2 separate regions of the Mus musculus genome follow, and region 1 is linked to region 2. The links are chromatin contacts, called in public promoter capture Hi-C maps. All regions are on one chromosome and are shown on one strand. The core of a region is the stretch at or near the end of the contact, and the rest is flanking DNA. Distances in the headings are between cores, read along the strand shown. Region 1 holds the start of Nudcd1 (NudC domain containing 1). Region 2 overlaps Oxr1 (oxidation resistance 1).

The links. Promoter capture Hi-C pulls out the DNA fragments that hold promoters and counts their contacts.
Region 1: a promoter capture Hi-C map of liver shows a contact between it and region 2, with 4 times the contacts expected there. The contact joins the promoter of Nudcd1 here to the enhancer-like site in region 2. A contact is called at or near these places in 3 of 39 promoter capture datasets (liver and pre-B cells), 1 of 484 Hi-C or Micro-C datasets (pre-B cells), 1 of 115 datasets of contacts at active chromatin or transcription factors (astrocytes) and 1 of 9 other capture datasets (liver).

Annotation. Positions count from the first base shown.
Region 1 is chr15:44,426,507-44,431,609 of GRCm38.p6, forward strand. Nudcd1 (NudC domain containing 1) reads right to left here and starts at 1,801. Exons shown (of 10, transcript NM_001113554.1): 1 at 1,156-1,801. The coding sequence starts at 1,270. Eny2 (ENY2 transcription and export complex 2 subunit) reads left to right here and starts at 1,605. Exons shown (of 5, transcript NM_175009.3): 1 at 1,605-1,736; 2 at 3,054-3,130. The coding sequence starts at 1,731.
Region 2 is chr15:41,836,357-41,841,968 of GRCm38.p6, forward strand. All of the region lies in intron 11 of Oxr1 (oxidation resistance 1), which reads left to right. Among named protein-coding and RNA genes, the nearest start is that of Abra, 31 kb to the right of the region's middle. Within about 2 kb of position 4,360, at least 17 of the 459 cell types and tissues checked have an H3K27ac peak or open chromatin away from gene starts, as enhancers often do. A contact at or near this core is called in liver, where this site is marked.

The DNA.
Region 1 (5,103 bases), core at 551-3,050, 2.6 Mb after region 2:
AACAGCTACCTGTTTTCCTTCACAACTCAAGTCCCTCATCAACTCCTACCGGAAGTTTTCCCAGGTCTCCAAACAAGTTGAGAAAACATACTCAGTTAGACCATTACATTTGCTCACGTTCCTCTCACTACTTGCCCATACTGTAATTAGATGTTTATTAGTGAATGGATTATGATTTATTAGGTACTCATGATTATACCAATCACGTAATCATCTCGATGAATCACAAAACAGGCCCACAACAATTACTTTTACACTTAAGAAACTTTAAAAACAAACAAACAAACAAACAAACAAAAAACCCAAGCATTTGTTGGTCTACTTGTTTATGTCTTTAATCCCAGCACAGAGGCAGCTGGTTATCTGTGAGTTCTGGGCCAGCCTGGGCTACAAAGCAAGTGCCAGGACAGTCAAGAATAGACTCCCTACAATCTAGATACAATCTAGAGAAAAGATACATAGATACATACATAAGTAACGCTTGATACTCAAACGTCGACTAACACCTCTAGATCACTATTTCTCAAAGTACAACCTATGGAAAACTTGTATCAAAATAAGAATCTGCAGAGACATGTATTTAAAAACACAAATCCCTGGACACTTTCCCTAACAAAACTACAATTCCTATGGTTGTAAAAAGGAGAATAGCCTCTAGGAAGTTACAGATAAATAAGTAGTAGCAGCAAGCAACAGTAAGCGCACTAAATCACTTGCCCTCAATAAATTGTAGCATGATCCAGGACCCGAGTATTTGAAACTGCTAACTGAATGTGGAAATTTTTCTCTCCCAAGAAATGATTCTGCGTCAGAAGGAAAAAGGGAGTTGGGGACTTTCCAAGGAGGTGTGGCTTCTCAGCGAACACGTTTACTAAAGGTAAGGTTTGGGAAGGAAGGACAACTTGAACCTTCAGAGCAGGAGCCAGAGATGTATGGGCGGAGAACATCCGAGCCTGAGCTGCGGACGCCTAGGCCAGCCCACAGTGCCGCGGCTAAGGCGCGGAAGGAAAGGGGGCATCCTCGGGTCCCCGCGTGGACGGCCGCTCTAGGTGCAGACCGGCAGGAGGTGGCTGGCTAGCCGGAGTGACAGAGGGTTGCGCCAATGGCAGCCTCAACAAGAAGGAACCGGGTGCGAGAGGGTGCCGCCGATCCCACCTGCATCAAGCTCCAGCTGGTAGCAGGGCAGCGGTTCGAGAGACAGCTTGTAGCCCTCGAAGCGGGGATCCAGCAGAGGTCTTTTCACCCGCAGAGAGCAATTGGCCGCCTCCATCGCGTTCCCCCGATCCCAGCAAGAGAATCAATAAAGCTCTTGTTGAAAGGTCCGCGCTTCACTCCTGGAACTGAGGCTGGGAAACGGCGTGGTTCCCATCCCAGACGACTCTGCGGCGCCACGTCTCTTCTGGGAAGTGTAGTGTCCATGAGAAATTTGGTTCTGTTGCAATGCTGGGAAATGTAGTTTTTTGATCCCTGAACCCACGTCAGCTAACAGACTCTGGACTTCCTTACCCAGAGGGCCGAGCGACCAGAAGGCGGCCCGCGCTAGTTGAATTCTCACATTATAGGCAGGGTGGCCAGATCCCGCCCCGGAAATGCGTGGTCTAGCTTTCTGTGTGCTTAGGTGCCCGAGCTACTGAGGGTCTAAGTCCGGGCAGCCGAAGAGTGTGGTAGGTAACGGTCGTCAGCGCAAGGGTCATTTCGTCGCTGGGAAGGGACGGCCCTCGCCCGCGGTGATGGTGGTGAGCTATGCCCGTGGTCCTCAGGGCCGGGACCCGGGCCCAGCCCAGGCTCCTTTCGATGTGCTGTCTTTCGTTAGCTTCCCCGACCCGCGCTCGCTCGCTCGCTCGCTCGCGGGCCTGTAGGGCTCTCCGACAGGGCGTGCTGCTGGAGTTGGCCGGGAGCCAGTCCCCGCTTTGTTTTCTGGCTCCTCCCCTCCCGCCTCTCCAGCTGTCTGCGCCGTGTTGCATTTTCCTAAAGAATGTCAGAACCGGGAGGGAGTCCCTAGCGCCCTGGTTTTACCAGTGAGAAAACTGAGGCCTTTAGGCATTAAGTGACTTGCCCAAGGTCACTATCCGTGATTTTAGGGGCCAAGACGAGACGAAGTTTTGCTGTTCTTGCTATGACACTGTCTAAACTTTTGCAGTTAATTTGGAAATGTTAAGCCCCAACTACAGAAGTAAAGCGTTGCCTAGTTATTAACCCTCTGTTCACCTGCTTCTTGCGCAGCCCAACTCTGAAAATTCTTTGTAGTCTGAATTTCCATACAGACAAGACGGAGAATTACAAAAGAAGATTCACACTAAGTAGGAAAACATTAACTTAAACCTGACTTTTAAATGGCAAAAATGCGCTCAAAAGTTAACCTTGCTTTTTTTTTTTTTCCCCTACACCTATTTTGGCATTGGTTGTCTGTTTTTTATTGAAAATGAAGAATTTCTCAAAGACTAGTTTGAAATTCGTTTTCTTACTTACCCTTCAGAAATAAGGATATGAAATCCAAAGCTAGGGTAGCAGTTGTAATTCTCCGTGAAGTTTATTGGGTAAAGCAAGCACATAGTCTTATTTCATTTTTCATAGTCGTATCTTTTATTAGTGTGCATGCTATGGCTTACCCAGAAATTGAATGCAGTTAAGATGCAGAAATGAACGCCAGTCAGATATTAGTGTACAATTAAATAAGGTGGGACTCCAAGTACCTGACTTCACATTCTGTCTCTGTGCCTCAGTGTTCTCATCTGTAAAATGGAATTGTGTCATTAGAGCAAATTTGGGGGTTAAATATTCTCAGTTTTAGGTACATAAGTGCTTAATGGTATTATAATAGTAGTTATTCCCTTTTTAAAAAGACAAAGAAAATAAACAATAAAGAGCTTATGAGGGAAGGGAATTGGGATACAGGAAATAGTACTAAGAATAATAATACCATGTAAGGTACTTAAAATTATCATCCTTTCCTTATTATAATGTTCAATGTATTAGGATGATTGTCTAGAGAGGTCTTAGAAGGAAACACTTTTCTAAATATTATGTATCTCAAAATGCATGTTGATGTCCAGGTTAGCAAGATGAACAAAGATGCGCAGATGAGAGCAGCGATTAACCAAAAGTTAATAGAAACTGGAGAAAGAGAACGGTGAGTAATAAATTGTATCAATAAAGTAGGTTTTACCATCTTTAATAATTATATTGGAGGAATTTCAAGTGTCAAGGGCCAAAACATACCTGGAAAGAATTACAGAAAAGTAAAGCTTATCAGAGTTTCTATTCTTAACATCTGTAATAGTTTGAATCAGCATTACCAGATTCGGAAGTGTCATATACAAAGATAAGCAATCAGTGACACTGCTAAGGCATTTTTAACAAAGTGGAAAAGAGACCGCAAAGACACAAATATCTACAGCTGGAGAATATTACCCAGGTTTTATTATAGAACTGTGTTTAATTACCTCAGGCCCTTAACTCTGGGGCAGCATGTGCTGTTACTATTTTCTGAAGGACTTTCTTGTTCCTCTTATTTAAATACTCAGCTATGTATCTTCAAATTCCAGCTCTTGTATCCACTCCCTACTCCATTAGCTTATGGTCTTCAGTGTGATCCACCCTCCATGACAGAGATACCTTTGTATTCCCATTGTATAATGCTATGCTCAAAACCTAATTTAAGGAGCAAACGTTTAAAGAAAGGGCTGAGAAACAAACAGAATGGCTCTCAGAGCAGGGTAATCAAGTGTACAAAGGAATGTCAGGAACTGTGGAGTTGCTTCCATTTTACCTGGAGGTGTTTGAGTAAATTTCAGTAATAAAAGAATTTCACCTAGTGTGGAAGAAGAATCTGCAGTCCCCAAGGTCAAAGAGGGAAAGGATAGTCTAGCAGCAGAATCTGCTGCCAGAGCTTTGGTACCTGATAAGTGCTCAGGAACTCACAATATAGGCAAAGTGGGAAAGCTTGTGGCTGGAACAGTATGCAGGAGTATGAATTGTTGTGTAAGAATTCTGGCCATTGAAAACATACTGAATTTCAGAACTGTTTTGACCAATGGAACTATTTAAGCCCATCTAATTAAAATATTGAAAATTTGAAGGTGCTTTTATGCATCATTTAGTCCAGGCACTTAGATATTGTTGCAAGATGTATCTTTTCCTCTCTCAGCTCTGCTTTCGTCTTTGTTGTCTTTATTCTCAAACAGGCCCTACCCACAGGTGGCAGAGATTAGCAGTTCCAAATTTACATTCCACCAGCTCAGAGTACCTATCTCAGCAAAGAGCCTCACTTGATTACCATCTTGCTTAGGTAATAGGCAAGTTATGCGCAGCCGTGCCCAGGTCATATTTCACATTACAAGAACCTTGTCCAGATTTATACAGGGAGAATGACACAGTAGTGTTTGCTTGTTTTTCTCTTACAGAGCAGAAACTGAGTGAGTTACTTGCAAAAGCATACGTTTCTGTCTTTACCTTTGGATAATGGGAATTAGTAAGGATTTTTGGAAAGGGAGTGACTAGATTATATTTTCATTGTAGATACTGTTCTATCAATGGGAATGTAGATTTGAAGGGACCAAGATAGATGGTAGAAAAATTAATTAGATGATGTGGTGAAGGTAGAAAGTAGCAAAATGGAAGGGAGAACAAAGGAGAAACAGACCTCCATGTGAAGAAAGAGATAGCAGATGCTGTGCTGGGGTGTTGACAGTATATGCTTAGAGAATTGTGGTTTTCTCTCTTATTCGTATAGTGCCTGTCAGGTGCCATTCTCTGTTAAGAGCCCAGGATACACATAGTAAAGTCTAATTTCATGGGACTAACATTTTAATGGCCGGAAACACGTTATAATTGTGTAATATGTCACATGGTGATTCAGAGTGCCAGGGTAAAAATCAAGCATGAGGTCTGCAGGGAGGGTGATGTTTTAGACAGAAAAGGTACAGTATCTGATAGCACATCAGAGGACTATGACAGAATGGGGACTCCAGTGGCCACAGTGTTAACATAACCTTGCCTGAGTGTGCTGTCTAAGAAAGTAGGTAAAGGGAGAGGAAACGGAGTCAGCATAGCTGAGGGGAAGACAGAGGTTATTTGTCTTAGAACTTATCCTGGGGACGTTGG
Region 2 (5,612 bases), core at 3,110-5,609:
GGTTGCAGACCCCTTCAGCTCCTTGGGTGCTTTCTCTAGCTTCTCCATTGTGAGCCCTGTGTTCCATTTTACAGATGACTGTGAGCATCCACTTCTGTATTTGCCAGGCACTGGCATAGCCTCATACGAGACAGCTATAACAGGGTCCCTTCAGCAAAATCTTTCTGGCATATGCAATAGTGTCTGGGTTTGGTGACTGATTATGGGATGGATCCCTGGGTAGGGTAGCCTCTAGATAGTCCATCCTTTCGTCTTAGCTCCAAACTTTGTCTCTGTAACTCCTTTCATGGGTATTTTGTTCCCTATTCTAAGAAGGAAAGAAGTATCCACAATTTGGTCTTCCTTCTTCTTGATTTTCTTGTGTTTTGCAAATTGTATCTTGGGTGGTCTATGTTTCTGGGCTAATATCCACTTATCAGTGAGTGCATATCTAATGACTTCTTTTGTGATTGGGTTACCTCACTAAGGATGATATCCTCCAGATACATCCATTTGCCCAAGAATTTCATAAATTCATTGTTTTTAATAGCTGAGTAGTATTGCGTTGTATAAATGTACCACATTTTCTGTATCCATTCTTCTGTTGAGGGACATCTGGGTTCTTTCCAGCTTCTGGCTATTATAAATAAGGCTGCTATGAACATAGTGGAACATGTGTTCTTATTACCAGTTGGAACTTCTTCTGGGTATATGCCCAGGAGAGGTAGTGCTGGATCTTCTGGTAGTATTATGTGCAATTTTCTGAGAAACCTCCAGACTGACTTCCAGAGTGGTTGCACAAGCTTGCAATCCCACTAGCAGTGGAGGAGTAAGGCAAAAGAGGCTGTCAATAAGACAAAAAGGCCACCAACAGATTGGGAAAGGATTTTTACCAATCCTAAATCTGATAGGGGACTAATATCCAGTATATACAAAGAGCTCAAGAAGCTGGACTCCAGAAATTCAAATAACCCCATTAAAAATGGGGTACAGAGCTAAACAAAGAATTCTCAACTGAGGAATACGGAATGGCTGAGAAGCACCTGAAAAAATGTTCAACATCCTTAATCATCAGGGAAATGCAAATCAAAACAACCCTGAAATTCCACCTCACACCAGTCAGAATGGCTAAGATAAAAAATTCAGGTGACAGCTGATGCTGATGAGGATGTGGAGAAAGAGGAACACACTTTTCTTTATGTAGGTCTAATGTGCACTTTGTTAGGTCTGTGCCTAAGGTACTAAAATAATGTTAATTGCAAGAAGTTGATTTTTGTGTATTAGCTTGGTATGCTGGAAATATTGCAGCCATTTATTAATCCAGCAGTATTTAAGTTGATAATTTAGATTTTCTTTCTTCACAAACCATAGCATTTTTTTAAAGCAAAAATGGTTTTAATTTCCTCCTTTTGTGTCTGCCTGTCTTGGATTTCATGTCTTTATTGTGTATCCAGGACTTCCTGTAAACGGTTGAATAGAGTGATGAGAGAAATCCCCTCTCCTTGCTCCAGGTCTAATACAACAGAATCTTGTTTCTCCCTGCTGTTTGTGATAACAGCTATAGGAGTATTCTTTCCATGTGTTCCTTATCACGTTGGCATCCTCTCAGCTTCTAGATTGCTGACTGCTTTCATCACAAATGGATATTGGATTTTCTCTATCTATGATATTGTGATCACAATATTTTACTTTAGCTTCGGGTTATATCAGTGGCTTTTCAGATATTGCACTTGCCTTGTATACATATAATAAATTTGACTTGATCATTGTGTACATTTACTTTCATGCATCATTTGGTGGCACTGGCTAATATTGTTAAATATGTATGTATGTATGTATGTATGTATGTGTTTTCATGAGCAATAGTGGTCTGTAATTTTCTTTTCTTGTAATGTCTTTATTTGTTTTTTTATTAGGGTAATGCTGGCCTCACAGAATGAGTTAGTAAGTATCTCCTCTGCTTATGTTTCCTACAAGAGATTGTGAGAATTAGTTTTCTTCCTTCCTTCCATGTTTGGCGTTTACTTATCAGGGAATCCATATGGGTCTGGTGCTTCCTGTTTTGGAAGTTAATCCTTGATTCTGTTTAATTAAGGGATAGGTCTGGGCATATCTGTTTCTTCTGGTGTGACTTTTGGAGGTTTATGTCTTTTGGGAATTGATCTCTCACTCTTTTCCATTTTCTCTGGTTTTAATTAAACATCATGTGTTTGCGTAGTTTTCACCTGTTAGCTTTTCAACTATGTTCATTCTAACTTTTCCTAGTGCTTGTCCTAATATTTAGAGTGCATATCTCTAAGGACTAGTTTAAGGTAGGTTAAGGACTAGTTTAAGGTAGGTTAAGGACTAGTTTAAGGTAGGAGGACCCCTTCTTCTGTCTCCACTTCTCAGTATACAGAATCATTTGGTGTAGCTCATTCAACTGATCTTCCCTAAGGGTACACAGTGCAGCATCTCTGCTCTGCTTTATCTCCCCTCTCAGTCTGCGAGGACAGCATGGTTGTTTGGTAGTAAGGTTCTGTTGTTGTTGTTGGGCTTTTCTTAGAATTCCAGGAAATGTGTTCTTTAAGACTCTTGCTAATACCTTTATTTCTCTTTGTAAGCATTGAAAAGAATTCCCAGATGACTTTGTTGTTCAGCACCCCCTTCCCAGTTATGGGCTGCTAACGTCTGTATCCATCCTTCTTTGTCCACAAATCACACTTTTACCTTTTATTGAGACAGTGCTTAAATACTGATACATTTGAGATTTTAGGTAATTTTTTATTGCACGTATCTCACATAACCCTTGGGGATCATTCTCCTTCTTTTTGACATTTGCTGTATGAATTTCTTCTCTGAAGATTTGTTGATGGTTAACACTCTCAACTTGTGTCTCTGAAAATAGAAGAGTACTGAAAGTTGAAAACTGTGCTAAACATGTGCAGATTTGTTTCTTGTTATTCTGAAACGAAACAGTGTAACAACCAGCTATTATCTAGCATTCTCATTGTGTTGGATATTGAAGTACATCATGAATTACTTCATCATGAATGGCCTATGGTGTATGGGAATGTACAAAACTTGAATACCTGGGAGTTTGGGACTCTACATTAACCCAGTTCCTCATGGAGAGCTGGGGAACAACTGTCTTTGCTTGGTTGATTTGGGGGGTTTTCTTCCTCTTTTTTCTTGTAACTTTTATCTAGTTTTTCTTGGATAAACAATTTTAGATTGGTCATTTGTTTTCTGCCATGTTGTGATCTTTTGTTTGATAATTATTTATTTGGGGTTTGTGCTTGCTTACATCATGATCTTCAGGACCTGAGTGAAGAGGCTCAGAGGATTTGCATCTGCCCTTGGAAAGTTTGCCTCCACTCTGAGATCTGTGAATTTTCTCACTTGATACTTAATGAAACAACAACAACAAAATAAAACCTTCTCTTTTAAGTATTATGAAGTTTTAGTAGGTATATTGTGTGTGTCTCTTGTTTAGGGAATAGAATGCTTAAATCTGTAGATCTATCTTTAATCAGTTCTGGAAATTCTCAGCATTACCTTTTCAAGGGTTTTCTTTTTAGCCAGAACTTAATTGAAATTAATAGTATTTCATTAGTCTAGTTCCTGTGCTAAGCTCTTCTGATTCTCAGCCTTTGTTCTTAGTAATGCATCATGGGTAGTTGTAGGCACGTTTCCTAGTTTTATTAAGATACTCAGGAGTATCTGCTTTTTTGACATAACTGATTATTTCAAAGTTACATGTATTATATAAAACTCCTATTTGGTTAATTTCCCAATATGCTTAATCATCTCTTCCTGTTTGCTTATTTTTAGAATTAAAAAAAAATCATATATAAGTTCTGTCAGATAATTTTAGTCTCTAGAGTTGGGTTAGTGTTTGTGTGTACTTAATTAGGGCTGAGTGCTAGGTTATTGTTTATCATGACCCATATATTATTTATCTAAATCTGTGAGCATCTTGAGGCCCTGAATTGAGCGTGTTGTTTTTCTCAATGTTTGTCTTCTTGACAGACTAGGCTGTATGAGTGGGATCATGTAATCCTCCTCCTCTTGGAATTTCTTCCTTTGAGGATCAGCTATAGTAGGCATGTCTTGTCTAAAAACAGTATCAACTGGGCAGCTCTGGAGTTTTGACATTAGCCTTTAGAGGAAACCACCTTGACCTTCACAACTACCAAGTTTTAAAAATGATAATGGCAAAAGTAGATGCTTTGAAAATGTTAGTTAGAAATAATAGTGGTTGAATAAACGTTATCAGTAGCAAAGATCAGTAATTTAAAACCATTGGGTATTTAATAAAAAATCTGAGTAAGGGCCAGCAATATGGCTTAGTAGGTTAAGGCACTGGCCACCGGCCCTGACAGTCTGAACTTTGTCCCAGGACTCAGCTGAAGGCCAGCGGTGAGTTTAGCTACACTGTGCTTTGGCTCCCAGCACCTTCCCAGGACCTATCTGGATTCTCGAATGAAAGACAGACAGACAGACAGACAGACAGACACACACACACACACACACACACACACATACACACACACCAGTTAATTTTAAAATGCCTTTGCTAGCTCAAAGACTGGGCAGTTCTAATCCTCCCTGCGGCTAGCGCACATCTCCCTCCTGTAATCCTGGCTTAACACCCTCTAATTTTATATTTTATCTCTGTTGCCCTGGCTCCTTCGGGGCGGCTCCCTAGTCTTTGCTGCCCGAGACGCTTTTGGGCAGCCCTTCCAGGGACTGCATTCCTTCTCACCTACATTTGGGATGATTTTCCTTCTGCAGCTCTAAGTCTGACCCACCTCCCTCGGAATCATGGTGATTCTCTTCCCTTCTCCCAGTTCCTCGCCCACACAATCTAAAAGTTCCATCCCTCTCTGTCCACACAGCCACTGGCCATTTATTGATTGATCAAAAACCAATAGGGGGCAAGGACCTTTAGTGTTTGGGCACGCAGATTCCTGATTAATTCAAAGTATTAGAACCAGTCCCCACCAAGAAATGACACAATGTGTTCCACACATAGCTACACACTAACATTCCATGTGTGCAGATTATACATAAATGCAGTAAAACCTTTGAAAAAGAATTGTTTGCTACCAACCTTTTTGTTTCCGTAAGTGTTAAGAATCTAAGTTTCACAAGGCCCTATTGACTCCTCTGTACATTCACATTCGTTTGCCAAAGAACAAAGGAATCTGAAGTACCTTGAGTGACGAGTGACATGTCTATATTCCTTGAGAACTGCCTTCTTGCTGTGAGCGTACAAACACTAAGGGACAACAGATTCTGTGAATGGATGTTCTTTCTCTCGATGGGGTATAAATAAACAGGATTTTCCATTTTATAAGACCGACTTTTAATATTTATCATTCCTAAAAGCTGTTACAGCATACATATTCTATAATCAAAAGGCTTTGAGTATTCCTACTTTCTTAGAAGAAACCGAGTTGTTTGTAAGTCAGATAAGGAATTGATGTGTAATTATTTTCTGGTTTGGGTGGTGTATTTGCCTGTTTGTTTGATCATTTTTGTCTGTCTGTTTTTGAGACAAAGTCTCTCTATTTTGAAGGCCTGGCTGTCCTGGAACTCACCCTGTAGACCAGGCTGGCCTTGGGGTTAGGAAGTAAAATTTAAGTGTG